Linked DNA regions of Mus musculus: region 2 is linked to region 1. A link is a contact called in public Hi-C data. All regions are on one chromosome and are shown on one strand. The core of a region is the stretch at or near the end of the contact, and the rest is flanking DNA. Distances in the headings are between cores, read along the strand shown.

Region 1 (5,012 bases), core at 46-2,545:
ATGCTCAGCTTGTTTAACATTTTAATGCCCCCCCAAATCACGAGAGCATGGGGGGGGAGGGGCTGGAGAGATGGCTCAGCAGTTAAGAGCACTGAACACTGACTGCTCTTCCAGAGGTTCTGAGTTCAAATCCCAGCAAACACGTGGTGGCTTACAACCATCTAGAATGAGATCTGATGCCCTTTCTGGTGTGTCTGAAGAGAGTGACATTGTACTCACATACATAAAATAAATAAATCTTAAGCCTAGTGAGGCTGGGATCGGAGCCAGGAAAAAAAAAAAAAAAAGAATGTTAAGGGTCTTTAACCCTGGTAGGCATGGAGATGGTCCCTTAGGGCGATTAGTCAATTTTGTCCAGTTCAGAGGGGGTTAACATCTTTTTTAGGGTTTCTCCAAGCTTCTCTAATCTTATCCTGGATGTGTAGAGCCCTGCCTTGGTTTACAATGGAGGTCACAAGCAGGCCAGTGCTTGGGCAGGGAGTGATGGAATTAGGCTGTGTTGTCAGCATTAAATACCACTGACTCCTGAGAAGTGATGACGACACCAGGGTGCCTTGAGTCCTTGAGGACACCTTGAAATATATGTCTCCCTGCCGCGCGCGCTGAACTCTGAGACCACACAACTGAGCTCTGTGGATCTCTCAGCCTTTATGTGACTTGAAAGAAGGACGTTTTAAGGGATCTGTTCAAGAGCGAAGAACGGGACAAGACATTGATCTCTGCTGTCAAAGTCACTCCTTATAACTCACTCTGCAAGGTGACACAGTGACATCCCTTTGAGGGAAAGGTTGCCAGGAGTTCTGAAAGTGATCTGCCTGTTTTCATCTCACACTGACTGGCAGGGAGGAGAGGGGTTTTTTTTGTTTGTTTTGTTTTGTTTTTAACAATTACTAAGTTTTTTTTTTACAAGGTTTTCTAATAACGACATTCATACATGTATCTAAGAGAATTTAGAATAAGAAAAAATTATTTGGATAGCCAGAGTTGAAATTTAATACTCCTGTCAAGTTTCCCAGTCCTGGGTCCATGTGTAATTTTCCCTTTCACTACAGGTCACTACTGTTTAACATTCACACTAAGAGTAAGTTGACCCATTGAACCACACCTCCCAGTCTGTGCATCTGCATGTCTGTGGGGGGTGGGGTGGGGGCTATGCTTTTCAGGAGTGGCATGTGGCCCTGCTGTTTAAGCTGGGCTATATTTAAAAGCAGTTTCAAGGGAGTTGTTTCTCACACTAACAAGAGACTGTCTAGGTGAAGCAAGCGCTGTCGCAAAGGGCAAGTGTCACGCAGCAGGAAGTGCTGGCCACCCTTTCCAGCCCTGCCTCAGCCAGCCTGCCACCTCTCTGTCAGCACATACCACCACACTGAAGAAATGCCCTCATTCAGCCACAAGTGCCTCTTGCAGCCTGAAGGGCCTTCCCGCCCCAGGGTCCAGTATCTGCTCTGACATTCTGCTGTTCCTGTGGATCTCTTAGCACTCTCTTTACAAATGGCTTTTGTCTGGGATCCCCTGGGAGTCGCAGTGCCAGGACCATCTCCAAGAACTAGAACAAGATTGCGTTTCTCAAAGTCCTACAGGTATGGCAATTTCCTTTTGGTAGCAAGGGAGGCCTTTTTATCTGCTGTAGGTCCCTTACAAGTAAAACTTTGAGGGAATCTCCTTCATTCACATGGTTGGGTTAATGTCCGGCTCAGCTCCTGGGCTATTGTAAGCATTTGAAATAGTCCTGGGTTTGTGGGGACCTCCTGAGGTCGCAGGAAGTTGCCCAACTCTCAGAGCCCATTCTGAGAGTTGAAAGGTAAACTTGACAAAGCTTGTCAGTTAGTTACAGTTCTGGGATTGGGGGGTGGGGTGTGTGGGGGGTGGATGTATTCATTTGCCTAATCAATTCCTGTCTTGGAAAACAAGCTTGCTAAACTGTAAGCTAAGTCTTTTAACTACTCAGAACAGCTGCTGATTTAATTCGCCCAGCAAACAATAGCAAACTACAGGGCTGTTATTCACAGGGCAAAACCCACATTGCAAAGCTGAAGCTAACTCCGTGACCCACTGGGTGACTCACTTTAAAGTTTGTCTCAAAGAATGAGATACCGTAATTTCGAAGTTAAGGTGTAAGGCGTATTGCATTTCTAGTGAGTTCTCTGGAAGTCACATAACAACTCTCAACCACATGCCTACTACATATTGTCAACTTTGTTTCACAGCAAAGGCTAGTTAATGTTAACCAAATACCTGGCTGTACTGCTGCTGGGAGCTGATGCAGCCACAGTAAATAAAAGGGAAATGGTTTGCATAATCTTAAGAATGGGTCTTTGTTATTTAGGTCAGCTACCAACAAAGTTAGAAACTTATACAGAAATACACACTATTTTGTTTTTGTTTTTAGTTAAATTACGTTCTATGTTGTCTACAGAGAAAACATTTTAAATTTGGATTAAAACATTAATGATTTTATTTGTTGAAAACCAGAGAGAAAACTTTCACCCTAGATTTTTTTTTTAATGAAAACAGCTAGCGTCCGTCATGATGGTATTAATTTATTAAGACATTTGGTGAACGTTGGCAAGCCAGCGCCTGTGGCAAGTGTGCATGAAGGAATATGATTGGCTTGCTTGTTATTGACATGCCACGCCTGATTATGTGTGTTGCATGCCCGGAACGTACTATCACCAAGCCTCCAACATTATTGTGTCCAAGATGTGTGGCTTCTAGGTTTTTCTTACCATGTAGATCTGAAAGCAAGTTCTTTAACACTGTGGGCATCTGCCTGCGGAGTAGAGGGAATAGAAGAAAGCTGCGGCTGGATGAACTGAAGAATCTGGCCTACCCTTTAAAGATGCAGAGTTGAAGTGGTACTTGATTTACAAATGAGTTATAAAATCTCCCCGCCACCACCACCTTTTTTTAAAATCAAAGGCACAGACATTTCCTTGTTTCAAGCTCTGGTCTTTTCCAAATACGTGACCTGGTCTAAGTGAAGAGGGGTTCTCCATTACCTATGTGTCCCACACTTTATTTCTGACATGCTTTATTTAGAGTAAATCGGAGGCTGAAGATAGCACCTCCAGTAGCTGTCAAGGGACAGGTCCCTCCAGGAAACCTTTGTCACTCATTCATTTCCTCTCCATCTGTCAATCCCTTGCATGGTGACGAATTGAATTCTTATATACATTGTGTTTGTTGTGATGGGATCTGCATCATCTTTCCTTTGGAGTCTGTGACTTCCTTAGGTAGGACACAGCCATTCATTCCCTCTCCCCTGGTGTCACTGAGTACTGTGTGCAGCCCTAGCTCTTATGTTCATGCCTTTCACAAATCAAATTGAATGAGATGATAATACAGTTGCCCACCCCCAGAGTCATCTCAGCTCTCTAAAAGATTAGGCATGTAGCCCAGTGATATGGGATAATAAATAAATATATATATATAAAGCTATCATATAGCTTTACATTTGAAGTAGAGTATACACTGAGTCACTACATATCTATAGATGCATGTGTATGCACACATGCAAACACACACACAAACACACGTGAGCACCTGTGCTTGCACACTGCAGCTACGTCTGAGAATGCAGTTGTACTGCATAGCATTCTGTGAAGTCAAAACAATAAACTGCTCATTAAAAATATTTAAATGTAATTTAATTTTAAACCACTTTGTGAATTTCCCCTTTTTTCTTTTTAATACACAATAGTCTTTAAAACATGAAAATAACATGTTTCCCTTGACCTTTAAGAGATGTTGGATATGATTTCATTATTGAAGCAAGTGAAAGACCTGGCCCCTAGCCAGTATTTCTTCATTAGATTCCTCCCATGTAAGATTATTTTTTCTGGAAGACAACTTTTTGGTGTTTTGTTTTTGTTTTTCAAGACAGGGTTTCTTGGTGTAGCCCTGCTTGTCCTGGAACTCACTCTGTAGACCAGGCTGTCCTTGAACTCAGAAATCTGTCTGCCTCTGCCTCCCAAGTGCTGGGATTAAAGGTGTGCACCACCACTGCCTGGCAATATTTATGTTTTTATATTTATATAGTCTGTAATTTTTCTTAACTGTGCATAGTATTGCATCATGCTTTTCTTTGAATAGCAAATGACTGTTACTATATGATACAGATGGCACATGGAGCCTTAAGCTCAAATGCATTTCTTTGGCTAGGTTTCCACTTCACGATGGCATTCAGGCTAAAGGAAAGGCACAAATTTAGCTAATGGGTCTGATTTGTTAAAGTGGTAGAAAAGACTGCACATGTGGTAAGTATAGTGACCCTTGAGAAATAACCTCTTGGATAATTACACAATGTTCAAAATAGACTGGGAATTAGATTTTCAGTAGTGACAAGTCTTTTGTGAACAAAATACATTTTTGGGAACAGAACAAAGTATCTCTATATAGCCTTTTAAAGAAAATCTGAATCCATAGAAGGAGAGAAAGGGCTGAGAGGGCTCAGTGGCTCAAAACCCATATGGAGGAATGAGAGAAATATCAAGTTTGTCCTCTGTCCTCTATGCATACACACTAACCTACACAAACACACACACACATACACACCCCTACCTTCTAAATAGATAATTGTCATAAATGCATGCTGTTAATATGGAGAGCAAAAGACAGAGCAAGGTCACAGAAGTAGAGGAAAAAGAAAGAGAGACGGGAGCGTGGGGGTGGGGAGCAGAGGAGCAGGACAGAGTTACATAACAGCAAGCTCTCCTCTGTGGAGTAAGAATGGAGTGCCAATGGTGCTTAAAGCCATGCGGTCACTGTCAGCTTCAGGGAGCTGCTTCCAAAGGTGACTTCTGTTTTCAAGGGCATGCTACGATTGACCCTAGGTCGTGACCTGTTGTGTAAGAGCCGTCTCTCTAGAGAGGCCTCTCACGTCTGCTTTGGAGAGGAGAGAAGAAGAGACTAGCTTTGCAAACATGTTGTGTATATGACTTCTTTGGGTGACTTAAACGTAGTCTCTTGAGTAACAGGGCCGGGGGCCCATGATAGGAGACGCTGGAAATGAA
Region 2 (5,037 bases), core at 735-3,234, 120 kb after region 1:
ACTCTGTTAACTGGCTGAGCAGGAGGAATAGCAGCTATGCCATTTAGGGTGTCATTTTGAAGGCAACACAGATCCATGAAAACAAGACAGAAAAAAAAAATCACTTTTGCCTTTATTATTTTTTAAATCCTAGCCAGGAAAGGAGAGAGGTAGCCGATATTGAGACACCAGCATAAATGCCTTCTCTGTTACATATCAGTCACTTGAAATATGTATTTTGCTTGTCGGTCTTGGCTCCTTTGCAAGCCATTCTCAGTCTCTCCCCATATCATCCTCTGAGCCGTATAAGGAGACACAGCTGCAGATAGAACAGTAGTTCTGTAGTATGTTCCTGGAGGTAAGCTTTACCAGGGGGTGCCACTGAATCGTTCTAGCTCCCTGCAGTAGGAAACATGGAGATACTCTATCATAGATATGCAGGGAACAAAGGCCTCATTGCAAGTATAATTTTGCTTCAGAAAATCCAAGTCAAAGGAGCAGGCCCTAAGCTTTGCTTGCAGACTTCTGGTGTGTTGAACGCTTCGGTTTGGGCTTGGTAAAAAGGCTTCTTCGTTGATTGGTATTCCCTACTAGATTGTCTCTCAGACCCTGCATCAGCTTTCCCCTAATCACTGTGAGACTAGTGGGGTTTTTCCCAACCTTGGGTCCAAAAGGAGGTTTCTGTCTCCAAAAATACTGTAAAGGCAGGGCTAAACACACATCAGTCGTCGCAGCAACCCTCTCCTTCGAAGCCAAGTCTAGAAAGTAGAAACAGAGGCATAACAAGTCAACCAACCTTCTGCGAATACAAGAGGGAAATGCAAATGCAGGGTATCATGTGGACCAAGTCCTTCTCAGTCCACCTGTGAGCCACCATGCGTGAGCCAGGAAGAGCAAGACTGCACACACAGCTTGTTCCTGCATGGTACTTGCAGGCTTTCAGGATGCCTTGTGTTTCATTTGCCTGTGGATAGTGGATACCATAGTCAACCCCCCCCCCCCCCGCCACTCCCTCCCCAGGAGATTGGGGGGGGAGTATTTCTATTGGGCAGCATTATTCTGGAGACTCTGGTATTTACTTCTGAGGAGCTTATGATAGTCCAAATTCATTCGAGCAAGCAGGAAACAATATGGTCAAAACAACACAGTGGATTCTTTTGCTTGCTTGTTTGCTTGCTTGCTTTTTAAGCCTAGGTCCCTGTTTAGCTACATAGCACATCTCCATGCCTTGGGATTTCAAGGCCCATTACAATGTCAAGAAAGCACCATAGAGACCAACGTAGGTCTCTGAGTGCTTATTTTGCCATGGAAATGACAATAACAAAGCAATTCTGACTAAAATATATAGTCAGCTTAATTTTTAATGATATGAGAGTCTCTCTCTCTCTCTCTCTCTCTCTCTCTCTCTCTCTCTCTCTTTTACAACACACACACAAAAAACATAATGTCAGGAAAAGGATAAGCTAACCAAAGGAGTATGAAACTTTCCAACACTTCTCCACAGTCTAGATTTACTGTTACTTTGACCGGGACCAGTGTACCCACTCTGCCTGACAAACTCTAGGTTTCAGGCTAGCTTCAGGAAACTAATGATCTCTGCCATTTGCCAAGGGTACAACTGGCTCTGAACCCAGGTTCTCAGATCCTGGTTCCTTGTCTTGGAGTGGGAATGTGAGAGTATCCATTCATGCAGAGTCTGGAGAATTAGATCCTGTCTGTCCTTCACTCTGGGCACATAGCAGACTTAGGGGGAAAAAAAAAAGCCTTCTCTATTTTCTTAAGCCTTTTCTTCGAACTTAACTGGCCCCATTCCACCGCAGGCAGACCTTTAAGGAGATTGCCCTCCCTAGCCGTAAATCTCCCACACAGACGAGCTTTCTGGAGAAAACCCAAGAGAACAGGGCCAATGACGTTAAGAGTAAACGGAAGACCTGTCAAATAACGTACACTATGAAAGAAGAGCCTGTTCCTAGAACACAGAGTGAGGGCACTTGTGTAGCCTCTTTCCCTCTGGGTACTCAGCCCTTTGCCTCCTGTCAGGAACTTCAAACTCAGCCTAGGACTCACAGTCCCCTGTGGCCAACTGTGACATCAGCATCCCTGGATAATTTTCTCTGATGCATCAGTCTTTATTAAGCAAAATAGTACGATGTGCTTTGTGCTCCTGTCTACAAACATTTACTAAGTTCCTTTGAAGCTTGAAACTTCTGTCTGCAAATGTGAGAGTGGATTATGTTTGCACTGACATAGAGCTTATTCAGTATCATGTATTTTTCCTTCATGAAACCAAAATTTCTATCTTTACAGCACACATTCGATGTTAGACCACAGAGTGTTTGCTTATACTGTGTAATAAATTCTCAGTTTTATGCCTTATCATCAATGCAGATTTTTTTAAATGATTTATTTAATGTGAGTATGCTGTTGATGTCTTCACACACACCAGAGGAGGGCAGCAGACCCTGAAACAGATGGTTGTGAGCCACCATGTGGTTGCTGGGAATTGAACTCAGGACCTCTGGAAGAGCAGTCAGTGCTCTTAACCACTGAGCCATCTCTCTAGCCTTCAATGCACATTCTTAATGAAGATCTGAACATACGTGAAGCAAAAACAAAGGATTTATGCTTTGGTAATTTATGTGCTTACTTATTGATTTTTGAGGTATGTGTGTGTATGTGTGTGTGTGCGCTCCCGCACATGCGTGCAAGTATGTATGCATGCATGTATGTATGTTCACGTGAGTGCAGGTACATGTATGTGGACATGAAGGACACACATGTGGAGACCCGAGAACAACCTTAGCTATTCTTCCTTAGGCATCATACACATTTTGTTTCAAGACAGGGCTCTTCACAGGTCTGGAGCTCACCAAATACAGTAGGGTGGGTGGCCTCACAGGGAGCTCTAGGGGTCCATCTTCTCCAACGCTGTGATTACAAGAATGAACCCCCATGCCTGGATTTTTTTTTTATGTGGATTCTAGGAGTCAAATTGAAGCCCTCAGCTTTGTGAAGCAAGCTTTGCTGGTTGATCCATCTCCCTAGCTTTGCTTCTTGTTTCTGAAACTGGGTCTCATGTCATCCAGGCTGGCTTTGAGTACTGTATAGTGAACTCCTGATCCCCCTGCCTCCACTTTCCAAGTGCTAGGCTTGTGCCACTGTACCTGGTCTTAAGGATTGATTTGGTTGGGTTGATTCAAAGATCAGGCTCTTCATTCATTCTTAAATGTATTTAAGCAACCAGAAAACAGCACTGACTCCACAGTGTAGCTCCCATTTCGTGAAAATATCATTCAACTGATAATCAGACATTAATACAGAATGATAAAATAAAATTAAACAACAAAATATAAACAACTAAGCTTCATCCCAGCTGTGACTCCCAACCAGCTCAGCCATCCTGATGCCTTCACACCACACAACCTTAAACTAAATAACAGAGAAAGGAGAGACATTGTCTGTGTTTAAGATATACAATAATAGTTTTAATATGAATCTAAACATTGGATTGAGTTTGTTAATGTACCTATCACGTTATCTAGTTACTGCTTTTGTGATGAGGAAATCTAAAATTGTGCATATTGCTTGTCATAGTCAGCAATGTGTGCTATAAATTTCATGAACTTATTTCCCATAAGGCTTTTTAAGCCCAATCCTATTTCCTGGCCCCTGTAACTAACACTTCAGACTCTCTTCCTGTAAGTTCATGGTTTTGTTTTGTTTTGTTTTGTTTTGTTTTGTTTTGTTTTGTTTTAGGGTCCACGTGCATGTGATGTCATACACTGTTTGTCTGCCTTGTTACACTAAGCATAGCCTACCTCAGGTTCATACCTCTTACAACAAATGATTCTCTCTTTAAAACCTAAGTAGTATCCTATGAGGTAGGCATATTTCCACCTATTGATAGACACTTAAGATGAGTGAGTCTGTGTGGGGACTATTGTGGATATCTCTGTGACATGCTGTTTCCATTGCTTGTTGTCCACACACCCGGAAGTGGATGATGAATGCCATCCTCTTGTGCCTTGTTTGTAAGCACTTTAGTTAACTATAGCTCAGAATTCTATTTCTAGATCAAAAAGTACACAAATGCTCTTTTACTCCTTTCTCTGTTATTTAGTTTAAGGTTGTGTGGTGTGAAGGCATCAGGATGGCTGAGCTGCTTTGGAGTCACAGCTGGGATGAAGCTTAGTTGTTTGTATTTTGTTGTTTAATTTTATTTTATTATTATGTATTAATGTCTGACTATCAGTTGAATGATATTTTCGTGAACTGAGAGCTACACTGTGGAGTCAGTGCTGCTTTCTGGTGGGCTTTTGGCATCTCTCAGTGCATGGTAGAGGGGGAATCACGTCTGTGATTCATAGGGCTTGAATTGGAATCCTCTTCAAATTTCTTTATAAACACAGGGTTTGTGTTTCTTGTGACTCCCTTTCCTGAATCAAAATAGATATTAACTAGGAGATACTCGCTCTAAAATTCTTTGCACAGTGAGTCATTTAATAAATATTAACTATTGCTACATATTGGTGATGACTATTTACAATTATTATCATAATTTAATCTTATATTCTATTGATAAAAGTATTCTAGTGGCATTTGTGGGCATTTATTTATTTGTGCATGTGTACGAGTGTGTGTGTGTGTGTGTGGTGTATGGTGTATGTACATAATTGGTACTATAGATTGAGCACAGAACTTCATGTAAGCTGTTGAATATATTTCAGACCTTTAAATACATTTGTTTTGGGGCAGGATCTTGCTAAGTTACCCAGGCTGTCCTTGAAACTCACTCTGTAGTTGCAAGCAGGCACTGAGTCTTGGTTCCTTCTGCCTCAGCTTCCTGAGTAGCAGGGGTTGTACATGCATACTATCAGGTTTGAACTCTTACTTTAAGGAATAACAGTATCTGGGCTTGGTGAGGCATGGATTTTATCCCAATATCCAGTAGGCAGAGGCAGGTGGATCTCTATGAGTACAAGGCTAGCCGGAGCTACGTAGCAAGTTCCAGCCAAGCCAGCCTTGCAAGCTGTGTTTATAAGAAAGATAGAAAGAAAA

The links. Hi-C and Micro-C count contacts between places; a contact is called where the count stands out from the background.
Region 2: a contact with region 1 is called in a Hi-C map of muscle stem cells, with 1.9 times the contacts expected there. The contact joins two enhancer-like sites. A contact is called at or near these places in 1 of 39 promoter capture datasets (frontonasal cranial neural crest), 7 of 484 Hi-C or Micro-C datasets (B cells, bone marrow-derived DN2 thymocytes, bone marrow-derived macrophages and 3 more), 4 of 115 datasets of contacts at active chromatin or transcription factors (cardiomyocytes, embryonic stem cells and epiblast stem cells) and 1 of 9 other capture datasets (adipose tissue).

Annotation. Positions count from the first base shown.
Region 1 is chr13:109,631,331-109,636,342 of GRCm38.p6, forward strand. The region is part of intron 3 of Pde4d (phosphodiesterase 4D, cAMP specific); the gene reads left to right. Among named protein-coding and RNA genes, the nearest start is that of Gm32703, 190 kb to the left of the region's middle. Within about 2 kb of position 1,296, at least 128 of the 459 cell types and tissues checked have an H3K27ac peak or open chromatin away from gene starts, as enhancers often do. A contact at or near this core is called in muscle stem cells, where this site is marked.
Region 2 is chr13:109,750,742-109,755,778 of GRCm38.p6, forward strand. The region is part of intron 4 of Pde4d (phosphodiesterase 4D, cAMP specific); the gene reads left to right. Among named protein-coding and RNA genes, the nearest start is that of Mir1904, 150 kb to the right of the region's middle. Within about 2 kb of position 1,985, at least 32 of the 459 cell types and tissues checked have an H3K27ac peak or open chromatin away from gene starts, as enhancers often do. A contact at or near this core is called in muscle stem cells, where this site is marked.